Regions from separate parts of the Mus musculus genome. Here all the other regions are linked to region 2. The links are chromatin contacts, called in public HiChIP or PLAC-seq maps. All regions are on one chromosome and are shown on one strand. Each heading gives the region's core, a stretch centred on a gene start, on an enhancer-like site or on the middle of the called end of the contact. The rest is flanking DNA. Distances are from core to core; before and after follow the strand shown.

Evidence for each region. HiChIP or PLAC-seq counts read pairs in DNA pulled down with a chosen protein or histone mark.
Region 1: a contact with region 2 is called in an H3K4me3 HiChIP or PLAC-seq map of forebrain, with 7 times the contacts expected there. The contact joins the enhancer-like site here to the promoter of Camk1d in region 2. A contact is called at or near these places in 7 of 39 promoter capture datasets (the 3T3-L1 cell line, embryonic stem cells, liver and 2 more), 1 of 484 Hi-C or Micro-C datasets (bone marrow-derived macrophages) and 11 of 115 datasets of contacts at active chromatin or transcription factors (embryonic forebrain, embryonic hindbrain, embryonic limb bud and 5 more).
Region 3: an H3K4me3 HiChIP or PLAC-seq map of embryonic stem cells shows a contact between it and region 2, with 8 times the contacts expected there. The contact joins the enhancer-like site here to the promoter of Camk1d in region 2. A contact is called at or near these places in 6 of 39 promoter capture datasets (the 3T3-L1 cell line, embryonic stem cells, liver and 2 more), 1 of 484 Hi-C or Micro-C datasets (the N1E-115 cell line), 8 of 115 datasets of contacts at active chromatin or transcription factors (embryonic forebrain, embryonic hindbrain, embryonic stem cells and 2 more) and 1 of 9 other capture datasets (embryonic stem cells).

Annotation. Positions count from the first base shown.
Region 1 is chr2:5,110,398-5,114,728 of GRCm38.p6, reverse strand. No RefSeq gene overlaps it. Among named protein-coding and RNA genes, the nearest start is that of Gm39755, 9.1 kb to the right of the region's middle. Within about 2 kb of position 1,793, at least 47 of the 459 cell types and tissues checked have an H3K27ac peak or open chromatin away from gene starts, as enhancers often do. A contact at or near this core is called in embryonic forebrain, forebrain and neural stem cells, where this site is marked.
Region 2 is chr2:5,712,597-5,716,569 of GRCm38.p6, reverse strand. Camk1d (calcium/calmodulin-dependent protein kinase ID) reads left to right here and starts at 1,808. Exons shown (of 11, transcript NM_177343.4): 1 at 1,808-2,424. The coding sequence starts at 2,333.
Region 3 is chr2:5,160,891-5,164,920 of GRCm38.p6, reverse strand. The region is part of intron 2 of Ccdc3 (coiled-coil domain containing 3); the gene reads right to left. Among named protein-coding and RNA genes, the nearest start is that of Ccdc3, 25 kb to the right of the region's middle. Within about 2 kb of position 2,005, at least 16 of the 459 cell types and tissues checked have an H3K27ac peak or open chromatin away from gene starts, as enhancers often do. A contact at or near this core is called in embryonic stem cells and trophoblast stem cells, where this site is marked.

The sequences.
Region 1 (4,331 bases), core at 544-3,043, 600 kb after region 2:
CACCTCATGTTATTATTATTATTATTATTATTATTATAGTGTCAAGAAGCTGTAGGTTTTATGTAGGGCGCCGTTTATATTATTCATGAGTCCATGACCTAAAGTGTCGTGGGGGTGGCCCCACTTGGAAGCATGCTGCAGAAAAACAACCTGTTCGCCTTTAAGAAGGAAAAAGAAGCGCGTTGCTTGTTCTCAGGAAGGTGGATGAGATTGAAGATCATCATGGTGAGCAAAACTGGTCAGACTTGGGAAGACATGCATCACATGATTTTGAAATATATAGAACCCAAAAATAAAAGTAACAGACATGAAGGTAGAAAAAAATCAGCAGGAGGTAGTGGGGGGTAAGTGTGTCGATGGCGATTATGAAGGATGCATCTTTATATGCATGAACTAAGCATGTTATATTGTACTGTTTTGTACAATAGAGCCTACTAAATAAAGAAATGTAAGTAAATAATGAGAGGCAGAGAGACAGAGAGTGAGCCAGGCATGGTGGTTCATGCCTGTAATTCCAGCACTTAGGAAGCTGGGGCAAAGGGATCATAAATTTGAGGCCAGAATGGATTACACAGGGAGACCATGCCTAGGGGTGAAGAGGAAAAGAACCTGAATCCAGGTAAACCATGACCTTCTAAAATAAGAAGCAGGGAAGAGCAGTTCAAAGACTGGACGGTCACCACCAGAATAATAGGAAAGGAGGGATGGTTAAAAAAATAATTGCTTTGGCAGTAAGAAATATTGTAAATCTCTCTCTCTCTCTCTCTCTTTCTCTCTCTCTGTGTGTGTGTGTGTGTGTGTGTGTGTGTGTGTGTGTGTGTTGTTTGGCTATTTATTTATTTGTTTTGGTAGTGAATATGGACAACCTTCATTTTTTTTCAATGTATAGTAGTCACATAATTATAATCTAGTTTGTTTTCTACTGCTGTGGTAAACACCATGAGCAACCTTGGAAGGAAAGGTTTTTTGACATACAAATTACAGCCAAGGCAGGAATGGGGGCAGGAGGAGCAGGCAGGAACTGAAGCAGAGATTGGGTAGCAAAACGGCTTAGTGGCTTGCTCAGTTGCTTTCTTACACAGCCCAGGAGCACCTGCCGAGGGACAGTAATGCCCATAGTAGTCTGGGCCTTCTCACATGAATCCTTAATCAAGATCATGTCCATGCACATGCCCACAGGTCAGTCTGATGGCGTCAGTTTCTCAACTGAGGCTCCCTCTTCCCAATGACTCCAGTTTGTATCAAGTTTGAAAGAAAGAAAAAAAGAAGAAGAACACAGTCACACTGCATATTGTGACAAAGCCCTTCCTTAAGCTGTCACCCTCACCAACTGAGATATTCAGATCACTGTCCTGTGACAGACTCAACTGTGAAGCCAGAGAGTAAACGGCCCACGCAGGCCCACTGCCCTGGTCTTCCTTGGGACCCTCCGTGGAAGGACGAAGTAAGGTTTCAGCCCAAAGAAAGCTTCTCAGCAGGGGAGTTTTAGGCATCGTTCCAAGAAGATCTGGAAAGCCCAGATAGTAAGCTGAGCAAAGAGGAGAAGACCAGGGCTGTCACAGGGCTCTGCTGGGAAAGAACAAAAGCTGTTTGTTTAAGGGGGGAAGAAATCAAAATAGCATTTACGGTTCCAGAAGAGGAAGCTCCAGTCACGGACACATCAGACTTGTCGAGGCTTAGCCTCGGAGGCTTAGACATTCTCCTAGGAAAGGCATGGCAAGAAACAGCCTGGGGTGCTCCCAGCCCCTGGCTCCTGTCTCTTCAGCCCATTCCTTCCTTTGTGTTTACAGACAGAGAGCTCAGGATCTGCAGATTAGAAGCAGTAATGAGGATGGTGTTTATGCAGGACCGTGTTACAGGCAGCTCGGAGCACTTGGCAGGCTGTCTTGCTGGCACTGCCTGACTTTTAGAGGAAGGGACTGTAGCTGGCAGGGGTCTCTATCTACACCAAGGAGCCCAGTGGCACCTATCTACGCCTGTGCTGACACACTGCGCACACCTCGTCAACGTCGTGACTTTAACTACTTTGCCCTCTAGATCTCTCCCCTTCTTCTCTTCCTTCCTTTCCCTTCATTCCTGTTACGAGGTCTCCTATGTGACCCAGGCTGGTCTCATGATCTTCCTCCCTAGTCCCTCCTATCTAAAATGCAGGGAGTAACAGGTATGTCCCATCACTTCTGGACTACTTTTTGGAAATCCAGCTTTTCTATCTCAATCCAGATGACCTGTGTCTAATTTGTTTTCTAGTGCTGTGATAGACACCATGACCAGAACCTATGGAGGAAGGGGTTTGTTTCGTCTTATAACTTACAGCTTGACAAGAAGGTAAGTCCTGGCAAGAATTCAAGGCAGGAAGCTGGAGGCAAGAACTAAAGCAGAGGCTATGGAGGGATGCTGCTTACTGGCTTGCTCCCCATCGCTTGTTCATCCTACTTTCTTATATACTCATGACCACCTGCCTAGGGCTGGTCTGGGCCTCTCCACATCCATCATTAGACAAGAAAATGCCCCACAGACTTGTCCATAGGCATTGATAAAGACATTGTCTCAGTTGGGGTTCCCTCTTCCCTGATGATTCTAGGTTGTATCAAGATGACAAAAAGCTAAACAGGACAAATCCAAACATAAAGAAGTCCCTGGAGTAATTAAAAATGAAATTCCATGTCTGCATCCACGCTGCGTTGATGTCGATGGCCCACATTACCACTGAAGGCCATGTGGGTGCCATGGTCTGTGCTGTAGTCTGAACCCATGTCGGTGTGAGCGGCCTTCACTGCCACCTGAGGTGTGAGCGGCCTTCACTGCCACCTGAGGCCATGTTGGTATCCTTGGTCTGTACTGCTGCTGAGGGCTGTGATGGTGTCCATGGTGTGTGCAGTAGCAGAGGGCCAGGCTGATGTCCATGGTCTGTACTGCTGCATTAGGTCAGCAGCTAGGGACTGCCCCAGACCCTCTGGGTCCCTGTGTCTGCGTGGAACGGGTCTCTAGTCGCAGGTGGGCAAAGCGTGGATGAGACAGACAGATGCATACAGGGGAGGTTGTGTGTATTTGTCAGGTCAAGCATCAAACTTTTTATAGTACAGAGAATACAAGGGGTTGGAAGTCACATCAGGCAAGGTACATTGAAGTTACCAGGTACAAAACAAAGGAATGACTTCAAAAGGAATTACAGGAACCAGATATATGTTTACAGTAAAGATAAAGCAGTCCTGCCTAGGATCAGCTTAGTGACAGGCAAGGATTTCACACTCTAGTGTTATACCTTTGAACCTTGTGAAGGCTAGCACCAGGGGGTTCTGCTCTTGGCAGACCTCAGGAATAATGCAATATCACAACCCCCCTAATTTCCTAGGCCTTGCTAAGTTCTTATTAGTGTAACTTTTAAGTATCTGGAGAATCTCCATTTGTCAGGAGAATATACCAACTTGCTTTTAATATGCAATGTAACCTGTACTGAAGATTTCTATCTCAGTGAGATTCCCTGGTTCTTTCTGCAGACCAGTTGAGCCACTGGCTCTGTCTATTGTAATGCTTAATTAGTTGCTGAATAGGTTAACTTCCTTACTGCCTTCTCACAGAATTCTAAGCTCTGCAGCTTCTGGGATCTTGGAACACTGGGGGAATTAACTATAACAGAATTTAATCTTAAAGGGCATTTATAATAAAATATTAAAAGAGAGCTCATAGATCCGTACATCAGACTAACTCGGGAATAGAGTGTGAGTATGAGAACGCCAAAACTCCAGGAGGTGAGTTTGTTTGAAACTCTCTGCCTCGTGAGTGGCTTCAGACCCTGTCAAGCTGACTCGACCGGAGTGCGTGGCAAGGGACCATGTGGATGTCCGAGGTCCACACTGTCGCCAGAAACCATGTGTAACTCCATAGTCCATGCTCCAGCTGACTGTGGTGTTGATGACTGCAGACTCACACGGCTTCTGGTGCAACCCCTCCCCTCCTCCACCCTCCCAGAAAACAACACCATAGACAGAAAGCCTCTAAAGAGAACTCTTTAGAATTGTGATAAGGATGCTGAAGTTTAGCTCTCCAGAACTGACGGCTTTTGTGCAGGTGAGAAAGAACTCAGTTTTCTTTAAGGGTCTGGCTAATTAGAGTCTGACCATGCTCCAGTGAGGATGTTGTAACACAATTGGACTTTCTTTTCCTCCTCCTCCTCCTCCTCCTCCTCCTCCTCCTTTCCCCTCCTCCTTCCTCTTCTTCCTTCCTTCTCTTCCTCCTCCTTCTCCTTCCTCTTCCTCTTTCCCCTCCTCTTCCTTTCTCTTCTTCCTCCTCCTCTTTCTCTCTCTCTTCCTCCTCTTTCTCTTTCTCCTCCT
Region 2 (3,973 bases), core at 559-3,058:
AGATTATAATGGAGCTGCAAAATTCCTATGGCCCAGTGACCTCTTAGCCAGTCATAACATCAGTGTGACCCATTACTCATGGGTCTGTGGTATTGGTGATGTAAACAGACCTACGATGGTGTGCTTTGCCTAGAAATACTGTAGATATCATTCCTTAGGTAGACAATGCTTGATAGTAAATGACTCTTACTGAATTATCTATTTAGTGGGTTGGACTTTTTTTTTTTTTTTTAGATTATGTTTCTTCTGCTTGTGAAAGAAAACTTGACTGTAAGTCAGTTTGCTATATTATGCCGGCAGTACCCTCTTGTATCTTGTATTTACCGTGCCTCTCGATTGCATCATTTTGTCTTGTGCTTGATTTAATTTCATGTTTTGTTCATTATGGCTCTAGGAGCAATAGGCTGTTTCTCCCCAACCTCCAAGCCCGTGAGCGTGTGTATCCCACAGGCTGGGTGTGTGCAGCATCCAGGTCTGTGTAAATACACTTAACATGATGATCATATGACTCGGTTGTCACACTCCTAAACAACCAATGGTTATAACCCTCTTCTCTGCTGTTCTCAGCTTCAAGAGCTTAGGACTAAGGGCCAAAGAAACGTGGAAAACAGCACTGAGAATCTAGGGATAGGTAGATTTTTCTTCTAACCTCCTTGGGAGTCCACAAAGGGCTCCAAGGCAGAGCCTCTGGCCAGTCTGAACCAATGGGGAGGTGTTGGGGGGGGGGGATTTCTTTTTCTGAAAGCAGATTCACACCTCCTCCTCCTCCCCCCTCTCAAATTGGAACAGTCCTGGGAAAATGGGACAGGTGTCCCCAGTTAAGAGACAGGGCTGTTTACTCAATTCAGCCGAACAGCTCTAAGGGAGAGGAAGTCTTGCTACAAAGAAAACTTAACATTTCCTATCATGAGGTAGTAGTCCCTGCCAGTTGAACCAAAGGACCAACTGGAAACGCTGCCTACTGTCCTCTAACAGGTGAATACCAGGTGAGAGTGGGCAGGTCAAAGTTCACTCTGGAGACCAGAGGCCTGAGGAAAATGTATCTCTGCTTCTACCTTAACCTTCTAAGTAAGCCACTTGCGGGGTATGCTGATGGGGGAAGGCGCTAGAGAGAGGCGTCTTTCCATTGAATCGGTGTAATTTGGCCACGGCCTCAGAGCATCAGGAGTAAAGTGAGAAAGAGGAAATCAGAAGGGTTCAAACACTAGTCAGTCCAGTCACTCCAGTTCTGGGCCAGGCCAGCCACCATGTCCCGCATCCACCCATCACTTGGCCGCCAAATAACCCCTGGAGTTTTACTCCGGAAGGGACCACCAGGCGGTGATTGGCTCGTCTTGGGCGTGCCTGTCCGATACATCCCGAGGTTTCCTTTAGCTGCTCCAAAACTGACGTGAAGCAGATTTTGGTGCAATGCGAATTAGCTCCAGCAGCGGAGTCCGGAGGTGACTGCCGAGCTCCGGGAGCGCCTGCTGGGGCAAAGCTGCGGCCAGGAGTCAACGCCCGCCTGCCGATGGCTCCATCCAGGCCGCCGCCCATTGCCTTGACAACAAGCCCCCACCCGCCCTCCTGCACAGCAGGCTTGGGTCACCGGCTCTTGGGTATGCGAAGGCGCCCCGCCCTGGGCGCCCCGCAACCGTGAGCCGCGCAACCCCACCTTGCCGAGAGCTTCCGAGCGCCAAGCAGAGGCGCCCCCTCCTGCTCGAAGAGGGAAAGCCCGGGCGCCCCCAGCATTGACTTCATAATAAAGCTCCCTAAAGGCTAGGGCTCCCCCGCGCGTTCCGGCGCCCTGCACCTGCTGGGTTCTCCCACCCGCCCTCGCCCGGGGACCCAGGGTGCGCGGACGGCCTGGGAGCGTGCGTGGCTCCGTGGTCAAGTGCTGCATCCCGGCGCCCAAGCACGGAGCTCCTGGGGAGGGGAGGGGGAGCGGGACATCCCCGAAGGCCGCCTCGCGGGAGGCGGGGAGGCTGCCGGGTGCACTGGGAGGGCGGGGAGCCCGCGGGAGGAGGCGGGCTGGGGGAGTGGGGCGGGCGGCGGGGAGGGAGCAGGAGCCAGGCAAGAAAGTAGCAGAAAGTGAGGCTGGCAGGCGGCGGCAGAGGCAGGAAGTCTTTGCCGGAGAGCAGTAGAAATTAGAGCCAGGGAGGGACCGCGGCGGCAGCAGCCAAGGCGAAAGAGGAAACTGCCGAAGAGGAAGCTCTGCGGCAGCCCGAGCCTCCCTGCGCTCCGCATCCTCCCGCTCCGCATCCCGGCGCCGGGCATCCCCCGGAGCCCGCGCCGCGCCTCCGGCGCCCCTTCCCCAGCGCAACCCTCGGCCGCCCTACAGCATTAGTCTGCCATGGCCCGGGAGAACGGCGAGAGCAGCTCCTCCTGGAAAAAGCAAGCAGAAGACATTAAGAAGATCTTCGAGTTCAAGGAGACCCTCGGAACGTAAGTGGGTGCTGGGGACCAGCGGGTGGAAGTAGCATCGGTGGCGGCAGCAGCGTCGGCTGCTCCTGCTGCTACCGTCGCCACCGCCACCGCGGCAGAAACTGGCTGGTCGATGCGTCCTCATTGTCCCATAGTCCGCTCTTATGGAGACCCTCCGCGAGTCCACCGCGTGGGTCTGCGCCCACGGTTGACACCTCTCCTGGGCGGGGGAGGGGAGCGCAGGGCGCGCAGAGAACAGCCCACGCGGGCGGGCGACTTTCCTTTTCCCTTGCCACCACCGCCCTCCACTGATTTTCTCCCCACGCGTGACTGTGGGCTGAGCATGGTGGATCTCGCTGATCGCTGGCTGTGTGCACTTACTCATCGTGTGTATGGGCGCACTGGGCCGACGAAAGTGGTCACGAGGAAATTCAGCTTTTGGTCCTACCCTTACATCATATATTCCTATGGAATTGACATATGCACGTACTAGGTGTAGACAAGACTTTGGCTGGCCTCAGGATGATGGGAGGGAAGAATTTCGCAGTATTCAGAGTGACATGTGGTCAGAGCTTCATCTGTGTGTACATCTCACCATAGGGTCAGATGCCCGGCGCTGGGGTTCATGTCCGGGTGGGAGGAGGATCAGTGAGTCTTTAGGGGCGGTTCTCTCCGGGGCTCATGCTTGATGGTTACATCTCCAGAAAGCAGAAATAATCAAAAGTGTGTGTCATCAGAGCTCTGAACATGTGCCACTCAGTACAGCTGCAGTTCCCTTCCTGCGCATGAGTTGGCTTTGTTTTGTTTTGAAGCGCCTCAGATAGGTACAGGGGCTGTGAAAGAATTCAGCGCCGCGGAAAGAGTCTGAAGTTCAAGTTATTTTCTTCCACCACTTGATCGGTTTCTGGTTTTGATCGGTATCTGTACATGAAGATACAGTCTCACACGTGCTCCGTAAAATGAACCTTTTGCTGGGGTTTAGGAGGGTGCTGATGACTCGGAGAAAAGGAGGTGGTGATTCCCGGGTGTATCTGTGTTTCTGGGCGCTTATCTCTCCTCCTGCCCTCTCGGCCTTCTTATTTCTGGGCTTGGTTTGCTTTTCCAGGACCTCAGTTTTCAAGCCTGCTCGAAGTGCAGAGTCCCACAGCTAAATATTGGTAATTATTTCCCTCCACCCCTCCTGTACCCCATCTGCAGTGTGTCCCCCAGAGACAAGTCGGAGGGTGGCCTTGTCAGCTGTGCTCCCAGATCCCTGGGACAGACCTGTGCAGTGTGCTGAAGCTCTCAGTAGGGTCACCCTGCTGTGCCTGCTGGGCACCAGGGAAGGCATCTCTGTGCACGTACTTGCTGTTTTGTGGAAATAAAACAAGAGGGCTCTTAGCTTTTTAGTACAGGGGGTGGGGGTGGGGGTGGGGTTCCTGGCTAAGAGATTACTTCTGGTCCAAACTTTTAAAATTTGTCATTGAGGTTTGAGGTTGTGCATCTGAGCCGCACAAGTTAACAGGAAAACAGAAGTGTTTATCAGTCAGGCAGGGACTTGGCATATGGCTGCAGGTGAGGGGATGGCAGA
Region 3 (4,030 bases), core at 756-3,255, 550 kb after region 2:
TACCTGTCTGATCCGTCTGTCCCTACTACCCATGTCTTGTGCTGGGCGTCTGTTCTGTCCTGTGTGTGTGTGTGTGTGTGTGTGTGTGTGTGTGTGTGTGTGTGTGTGTGTACACACATGCATGCACGCACACGCGTGCACCTGTACCTAGTAAAAGTATTTACTCTGTTTTTCATGAACAACGGAGAAAACTTAGGATGGGAAAGAAGTAAGGAGTTCTTTCAGAAATCTTCAAGAGTTTTATGAGGAAAGAAGTTACTTTGCGCACCTAGAACAGCAAACAAAACCACATCCCATCAACCTGCATCCACATGCTGCATCCCCCATGTATGGGATCTTTGCTGACCTGTCGACAGTTCTCAGTAAATACTACAACACACACATACACTGTTCTGGGTAAGGGCAAGAAAGAGTACATAACTTCTGATTTAAGCTATGCACTTAACGTAGGTTGTAAAAGCTAACCACATGAGAAATCCCCTGCACAGTAAGTTCGATACACTGTTTTCTTAAAGGCGGGTTAGATTTAAACTTGAGAAGTTCAGTCTTAAGTGACCTCAAGGAATATTATTAACTTAGTTGCAAAGCTGGAAAAAGTTGAGGCTCTTTGGAAACTCTTACTACAGCCAAGAACTCCCTGTGGCCTCTTCTTTCGTCTGTCTCTCTCTCTCTCTCTCTCTCTCTCTCTCTCTCTCTCTCTCTCTCTCCCTCTCCCTCTCCCTCTCCCTCTCCCTCTCCCTCTCCCTCTCCCTCTCCCTCTCTCCCTCTCCCTCTCCCTCTCTCTCTCTCTCTCTCTCTCTCTCTCTCTCTCTCTCTGTGTGTGTGTGTGTGTGTGTGTGTGTGTGTGTGTGTGTGTGTCCCTCTAGGCAGTCCCTTTCCTAAGTTTAAATTAGGGTTATGGGCTTAGATCATCCCTTCTCCTCAAGCCCCTGATCCAAGCGAAGGCCAGTCTTTCCAGTAAACACCCTCCCCTCCGGGGTTTTCTCAACCTCTTTCCATCTCAGAAGAGTTAAGGAAGGTGCCCTTACCATGCATGGCACCCCATGCATCACCCTCCCCAAAAGAAAGGGGAGGCCCACACCCTAGTCTCCCATGAAAACAAACCCAAGTTTCATCTCCAGGTTCCCACCCCCCTGCCCTCACCAGCCCAGACTCTGCCTGGGCAGGTATATTCTGGAGTGCTAGGCAGCCCTACCTCTACCTGGCAGACATTAAATTAGCCTTATGCGATTCAGAAGTCTAGGAAAGGGGATTTTCAAAAGTGGAAAGAAATCCACCAGCCCAGTCCAGCCCGCTGATTTTCCAACTAGAGGAGAGGAAAATGGATCAACAAGAAGACAATCTTCCTACGGTCTCAGAACTTGCAAACTCCCCCTCCCACAGATGGGCAAAGCTTGCAGAACTGACTCTCACTAGCCTAGTGTCTGCTAGCCAGAAATCAAGTGGACAAAGTCCCGCCAGCCGTTTTTCTCATCTTACCAGCGCTTCTCACATATTACCACAGAAGCTTGCCACAGGAACATATACGGTATGCAGTTAACTAGTCGTTCTTACCAGAAGGGCTCAATGCATCCCGCTTTACCATCCCTCTCAGCTACGTTACCAAGAACAAGTTAGCCCACTCCCAATCTATAGGAGTGAGGTCTAGCTTCAATGGGTTGGAGCTAGCCAGGCTAAGAACCAGGTCACAGCTCAGGCCCCAAAGGTGTCTTCCACCGTGCATCACACTCTCTTCAGAACAGGAATGGCTAACCCCAGCATAGTTAGTTACATTTGTGTGTTTTGCCTCTGACTTCTGTGAGTCCTTGTATCAGAACCAGCTACATGGACAATGTCAGTTTGTCCTGCTAGCAGCTGGAGCACAGAACAACAGCCCAGATAAAGCCAGGAAGCGACCTCCGAGCCTCAGGGAATCTGGCTTCTGCAGTGCTGGCCTTGGAGCAGCCGGACAGGGAGTGGGTGGGGGTAGCAGCAGACACAGGCAAAGCCTGCCTGTGGGCAGATAACCATAAGAACAGCTCGGCAGGATTCAGTATTCACTCACACATTCACAGAGCATTTACTGAGCACATGGGAAACAAGCCACAGGGGTCAGGCCTGGCAAGATGGCTCTGCAGGTAAAGGACCTGACTTTGATTCAGAACCCACACGGTGGGAGAAAAAAACTGAGTCATACAAATTGTCCTAATTTCCAGATACATGCTGTGGCTTGCACATGTGCACATGCATGTACACACACACACACACACACACACACACACACACACACACACACTAAATATAATAAAATCTTTTACAAAGAGCACTGGAGTCAGAGGAGGGAGTGGGCTAGCAAAGGAGGTGCTGATATGGGGAATGGGATGGTCCAGAATTCTAAGACACACTCTGCCCTAAGAGGAGACTTATCAAACCAAAACTCCACAGTCACAAGGGCCAACATCTTGTGGGGTGTGCTCTCTTCATCTGGTCCCTGGGCTGCTTTCATCCATAGCATCACCACACAAACAGATAAAAACAGACACATGGGCCGTACATAGTGCTGTCTGTATACAAATAATTCAACCCTTGCTGAAAAGAAGACCAGAGAAGAGGGGATGAATCCTGAACCAGTGGAAGACAGAAGATGCTTGGAGTAGACGGACTGTTCTGAAAGACACACTAATGGCAGATACAAGCTATTCTGTATTTGCCCACACACAAATGTAACACCAAACATGGACCCTAATGAAAGCCATGGGGCCCGTGTGATAACAGTATCTATAACTGTAGGCTGACAGATCCTTAAAGCCATGTCCCACCCTGCTGGGGGTGTTGACAGTCAGGGAGGCTGCACATATGTGAAGGCAGCAGGTATGTGGGAGTTTCCTGCATCTCTATCCCACTTGCTGTGCTATAAGAAACAAAATCTATTTTTTTCTAGTTTGGTATATGTGTGTGTGTATAGGTGTGCTTACAAGTGTACACAGGTGTGTGCAGACAGTAGGGATCAATGTCTGATCTAATCCCTAGTTGTTCTTCAGTTTTGCTTTATTAGAGAGAGTCTCTCTCTCTCTCTCTCTCTCTCTCTCTCTCTCTCTCTCTCTCTCTCTCTCTCTCTCTCAACCTGAAACTCACTGGTTTGTCTAATTTGGCTGGCCAGTGAAGTTCAGGGATCCTCCTGTCTCCCCCTCCTTCCACAGTCAGTACTTTCCTAAGCTCCTGACTAAACCAACTCCCTGGTGCCAAATCTAATTTTTCCTTTTTTTTCCTTCCCCCAAGACAATGCCTCACATAGCCCAGGCTGGCCTCCAATTGCTACATAGCCTAGGATGACCTTGAACTTCTGGACCTCCCACGTGGCCATCAGTTTATGCAGTTCTGGGAATCAAACCCAGAGCGTCAGTCATGTTAGGCAAGCATTCTGCCAAGTAAGGACCACCCCCAGCCCGCAAACCTAGTCTTTACAAACCACTGCCTCCTCTCAATCATAAAATGATTAAATGGGGTGAGGGCTCTGAGTCACCCACTAGCCCACACTGTCTCTATACCAACGCTCTCCACAGCAGCCATCACCTCATGCTCTGGCCTGGACAAAGACTCTCACACGTCAGCAGAGGGCGCTGCACAGCATGGCAGGCTTCTGAGTGCCCCACCCCATGCCTCCCACCATCAGGGGTTCGGGCTCTGAAGAGGCATCCACTTAGAAGTCCAGACTCTGCCACCATGAGCTCTACCCCACGCTGCAATGGCAGGTAAATGCCCATGGGTCACAAGGCAGGCCCTTTGGGACTCACTAAACCTGAGACCCCCCCTTTCTCCCGTGGGACACTTCCTCGTCTGTGTCTCAATGTCTGTGCTGAACGCTGCATGGACATCTCACCTAGATCTCAAAACTCAGAAAGGGGACCATTCTTGTAGCCCATAGCCAAAGCTAAGGCTCGGTGACACTGAAGGACATAAACGCGCTTGCAGAGTTCATAAGAAACAGAGCTAAGATGCTACCCTAGGTCTGTCCCAGTCCAGATTCTGAGATGCCATCCACCTTCAGTAA